Linked DNA regions of Mus musculus: region 1 is linked to region 2. A link is a contact called in public Hi-C data. All regions are on one chromosome and are shown on one strand. Each heading gives the region's core, a stretch centred on a gene start, on an enhancer-like site or on the middle of the called end of the contact. The rest is flanking DNA. Distances are from core to core; before and after follow the strand shown. Region 1 has its middle 49 kb from the start of Pinc. Region 2 has its middle 57 kb from the start of 1700027A15Rik.

The links. Hi-C and Micro-C count contacts between places; a contact is called where the count stands out from the background.
Region 1: a contact with region 2 is called in a Hi-C map of the N1E-115 cell line, with 5 times the contacts expected there. The contact joins two enhancer-like sites. A contact is called at or near these places in 2 of 484 Hi-C or Micro-C datasets (the N1E-115 cell line and uterus).

What each region holds. Positions count from the first base shown.
Region 1 is chr1:73,455,494-73,458,193 of GRCm38.p6, forward strand. No RefSeq gene overlaps it. Among named protein-coding and RNA genes, the nearest start is that of Pinc, 49 kb to the left of the region's middle. Within about 2 kb of position 1,323, at least 9 of the 459 cell types and tissues checked have an H3K27ac peak or open chromatin away from gene starts, as enhancers often do. A contact at or near this core is called in the N1E-115 cell line, where this site is marked.
Region 2 is chr1:73,071,499-73,074,198 of GRCm38.p6, forward strand. No RefSeq gene overlaps it. Among named protein-coding and RNA genes, the nearest start is that of 1700027A15Rik, 57 kb to the left of the region's middle. Within about 2 kb of position 1,268, at least 7 of the 459 cell types and tissues checked have an H3K27ac peak or open chromatin away from gene starts, as enhancers often do. A contact at or near this core is called in the N1E-115 cell line, where this site is marked.

The DNA.
Region 1 (2,700 bases), core at 73-2,572, 380 kb after region 2:
TTGTTCTCTGTTGTCACTGCTGTTCTTCAAAAAAAATGACTACATTCCACTCAAGGGCTGGTGGACACAGTTCAGCCACAGGTAGTTTCTTCTTTGTCTGTGTAAAGTACTGTACACAATGATTCAGGATACAGAACAAAATGAGGCCAGCTTCATGAACTGGGGAAGATGGCAGCTGGGCACTGGGGAGCAGATAATAAGGCAAATAAATGGAGTGACTTCCTTGGATGTAAAGAAGCTGATGGCCCCAAGGGTAATATGTAGAGAGGAGAAATGGGACCAAAGACCAGGCTGTGATTTGAACCCTTGTTATAAGAGTAGGATTTAGGAACCAGATGATGTCAACAAGTCTGCAAGGAGGAAATTCATATGAAAGACCAGAAAGTGCCTTTAACCATCACCCCCTACCACCTCTAACAGCTATTTCTTGTATCATGATTCATTATGTCTAGTATCCTGGTATCCATATATCCCTGGAAACCTATGCTTATGTCCAGATCAGCAAAGGCATGACCACAGTAGTGGGCATCTATCAATCTGCATAAAGTCAGTTTTTAACAAGGGAACACATGAAAGGGCCTGGAGCCAATACTGACTCAGTCAGGCAAGCAAGACATTAAGTTCCCTCTCAGACTTGCAATTTGAAGGTGGGACTGTGTACTGTGGACAGGATCTCTTGAACTCTAGGGCCTCAAGAGAATAATTCTATACCATCAGTTAGTGAGAACTTGATCAATTAATTTTAAATAAAAAGATAAGACCAAAGTCACAACTTGACAAGGCAGTTCCTTCTAGTCATCCCAACACTTATGGAACACCCCTACAATGGGCACAGCCTTTTATAGGGCAGCAGGTGTAGCCTGGGGCTTGTTGGAAAGTGTTATCCTGACAGAGGAAAACAAAACCAGGGATGAGAGATGAGTAAGTGCACCTGTCGGAATAGAATGGTAATTGCTCAGGATGCATGTGAGGAAGCTCTGAGTGCTGTGGACAAAACCCTCAGTGTAGTCATGAGGAACTATTTATCCTCAATGTCCCTGGGAGAAGGTGGGGCTGATCTTTGGAGCCTACTGGCTTGTATCGCCTTCCAGCTAAAGCTATTAAAGGTGCCTGCTCACACTCAGTGAGTAGAGCAGGCGTTACACAACCTCTGCCCTGCTGTGTGACCCCACAAATGAGGGCAGCTCTCCTTTTTCAAAATGCTATTTTTAAAACAACCAAATTCCCCCACCCCCACCCCCCAGCCCAGAAGAAGGAACTGCTTTGCCTTGCCAGTCTTTGGCACCATCGTGCCTTGCAGTAGATGTCTTCTGCTGTCACAGTGTCCTGATTAACATTAACCACGCAGTGCAAGTGAGTCACTCAGAAAGGATGGAAAGAGCAGATGAAAGATGGTAATTAACCCCTGACACACACACCAACTACTTCAATGTTTGTCCTGAAAGATCCAGAAGAATCAGGACTGGAACACAGGAATCTCAAGTGTGGAATATGTAATAAACGAGAGCAGGAGCAAAAGCTATTACCGGCTCTGTGTTTATCTTCAGTTTGGTGAATTTCAGAAGAGCGTGCCTTTGGCTGGTAGTCCTGGAAGATGTGACTGTTCCCTGCCTGTTGGAGGGCCATGACCTGAACTCTCAAAAATCACAGCTGACCTTGTCCAGCCCTGCCTAAACAACTGCACTGGCGCCATCTCCCCTTCACAGACCTACCCCACAGTCCCAGGTGTATGGACTGAAAGCCATTTTGGGTGGAGAATATATAACCATGAGAGAAAGTTAAAGCACAGAAACACAAAACTCAGGGCTGATCAAGAAGTAATTAAGTATTATTTATAGATCATCTTTCCCTTGCCAGACAATGCAATGGCTTCTTCTTGCTGAATGTTTTCTCCAAGGCTCAGATTCACACATCTCCTTGGAGTCTACCTCCCTGGCCCTGAGACACCTCCCCCCAACTTCCTAGCGAGCACCATGCCCTAGATTTCCTTGTTGACAGAACAGACCTGGAAGAAGCATCTCAGATGGTTTGGGGAGTATTTATAGGATAATTATAAAGTCCCCTCTAAAATCTATGACCATTAACCTGGGTTCCAAATTGAAACTATTTATCATCTGTGCTTTAGTTTCCCCGTCCCCTACCTTAGGAAAGGGAAGCAAGGCTTGGCCAGGAAGGAATGTATAGCTTTGCAGAGTCTGTGCACTCAGCAGGAATCAGGTTGTTATGGCCTGTCAGGCAAAGAAGTAGGCTGATTGCCAGGAGCCTAAAAACCGCAGCCTCTGGGCCTGAACATGGCATACCCAATAGCCACTGGCAGACAGAGAGAGAGAATGCGGTTAGGAATTCCTACCAACAAGTTGCCTGACCTGAGATAAACTGTATCTGTTTTCTGAACACCAGAAAATGTTCAGTTTAACAGGAATTCACCACACTTAGAATCCAGGTCTCCTTTTTCTTTCCCAGAGTCCTGGAGGCTGTATGTGTTTAGAGGTTGTCATGACCTTCCCTGTCTCTGATGAGTCCATTGGAAGACAGTCTTATCCTATCCTATTCTGTCTTACTCTACCCTACCCTAGCCTACCTAAACCTACCATACCCTATCCCACACTACCCTACCCTACCCTATCTCACCCTACCCTACCCTACCTTGCCTTACCCTACCGTACTCTAGCCTAGATTGGTATGGATGAGGTTTAACTT
Region 2 (2,700 bases), core at 18-2,517:
AGCTTATATAGGCAGATGCCCGTGTAGGCAGTATACTGACAAAGAACTCATGCCATGAAGTACCCAAGGGGTGCCCTAGTGTGAGGTTGTTTCACGCATGGGACCCCTGCAGTGCTGGGAAGGGTCTTAGGTTTGGTTTCATCTTCTGTGTCTTGAAACATCTGAACAAGGAGTCCTGGTTTTTGTTTGTTTGTTTTTACTTTTCATCAAGCCCACACAATCCACACCCTCTTCTTTCCATTCAGGATGCCATTCAAGTTCTTCCTCAGGAAAGCTTCCTTTGACTCTTCCCCTACTTTGTTGGGACTGTACCTCAGTTCCTGTGGGAGTCAGAGTAGGCAGACTACCACCCAGAGCTTGGGGCAATCATTGCACCTGGCCTTGCTCAGCTCTTGTTTTTCCTCAAATGGAAGCTTAGTCCCGCTGGGCTACAAACTCACTGGCTTTTTACTGGAAAAAATCGTATAGCTCAGTGCTCCAACGAAAGACTTTGCAATGATTTGCACACATGCTATAGCTTTCCTTCTAACCTGTGAGTTCCTTTATTTATCTTGATGTCCCAAGACAATACTCAAAACTCAGGGTTCCTGTCAATGGGTGATTCGACAGGTGCTAGCTGGCCTTTTCTTTTTGTCTGTCTCTGACCAGGTGACTTTGGTCAATCCCAGGATTCTAGACTATTAGAGAGCAGTCTGCGAATCCATGTGGTCCAATCCATCTTTGAGTGACAGAGACTTAGAGAGTTTTAGTATTTCCCTCAAGAGTCGAGGGCTCAGCAGGAAGGGAGTAGAGGACCTTTGGTCGGGAGCCACTCACTCTCCCTTCCTCTCTGCAGGTGCAGCTTCCTCCTGTGAGTTGTAGAGGGGAGGCAGCCCTTGTCCATCCTGGAACAGCCAAATGGATTCTCCTTGAGACCAGCAGTCCATTAGCCCCATTTCTTCCGGCTTCCTCTGTGGAATGGCTCCCAGGGGCCTGCCTGAGAAGCTCCAGGACCTAGCTGCCTGTCAGCCACTTTATTAAACTTGTTTCCAGATGTCTCCACCTCAGATTGAAGAGGCAGGAAGAGGGTGAGGGCTGGAGTTTGTCCCCTAAATGAAGTTGGTTAGATTGGTAATAAATAATATTTGGTGCTGATGGAACAGGTGGTCGGGGAAGATGGGGAAGGGAGAGGGGGAAACACAGACCACATCCTTCATGAGACCATGCGTGAGCATGAGATGTGAAATGGATGGACAGAGTAGAACATCTGGGGGCAAGAGATAAGGGATGTATGGCAAGGTGTAGATAAGGCAGAGATGGGGAAGACCAGACAGTTGTGACTTTACAGGAGAGCAAGTCAAGGAAGCAGAAAAGGGGAGACTCCTTTCTTGCCTTTTCCAAATGCTCAGAGTCTCTGACAATCTGAAACAAGCTCTGGCATGTAGCAATCCCACCTCTGTTTTCGACATTACATAGTTTCCTTTCTTATTTCTTTTTTCTTCTCTGTATCAAACCTCTCTCCCCTTTCTCTTATAATGACATTGGATCTAGGCCCCTATTGGGTTTTGGATGCACTCTGTTATGCCCTTGGGCTGCCATGTAAAAAGTATTGCAGAGTCCCCAAAGAGGCTTTGAAGACTTGACTTCCAAAGGCCCTTGATTTTACTTTTGCCATATTCCCTGGGCCAAGTCTCTAAGGTCAGCGTAGATTCTAAAGAGTGGGAGCTGGATCTACCCCTCAACTGCGATCAGCTATTGTGGACGGTAAGGTCCTTTCCAGCCAAAGCTTTATTTCCAAAATCTGTTAGGATCTTTTAAATTGCATTGATTGGTTGATTAATTAGTTAACTAATTAATTAAGGTACCCTGGGGATGGAAGTCAGGGCCTTATGCATTCTGGGTAACATTTATACCACCGAAGCACAGTGTTAGTTGATGCCTCTTTATGCTGTGAATCTGGAGACCTTTCCTGCTCTGTGAAGAGTTCAAGACTACCAGCCTCCACTGTGCTGGCTCCTGCCTGGGCTTCTGGCCACTTTGCCTCCCATGCCAATATGCCTTCCTTGATCTGTACCTCTAGAGACAGGATTCCAGACTCTGAAGACTGTCCGGCACCCAGACACAGGGCAGAAAAATGGAATCCTACTGAGGTACAAGCCAGAAGGGACCCATCCCTGGAAGTGTATCTTGTTTAAGCTAGCAGCAACTATGAGAACATTACATGTATACTGGGTCTTACTTGAAAAGCTTTGTATGTACCAACTCATTAGATAATTCTAGCAATTCTGTGATAAAAGTATTATAGTTATACCCATTTTATAAAGAAGAAAACTGAGGCATGGAGAAGTTAAAGTTTAGCTCAGAAACTAAAAAAAAGTTAAGTAACTCACCTAGGTTCATAGTGCTGTAAAAGAGGAATCTACTATTCTGTTCAAATCCAGTTGAAGTGTGTGGTGAGAACCAGGTATAAGATCTGGGAGATGTGTGTATAATAAGACATTTACCATACATTCATGAAGATCTGAGTTTGGATCCTCTGAACCCATAACTGGAATAGGAAGGACTCTGGGGCTTGCTGGCTAGAAAGTCTAGTTTCTAACTCTGTAACACTGCAAGCCTTGTGATCTTTTGTCAGTGGAGGAAGGCTCAAAAGCCTGTGTCTACGACTCTTAAATTGGCTAACTTTTTGTAGGAGACCAAATGCTTCCTTTGTAAGTTCAT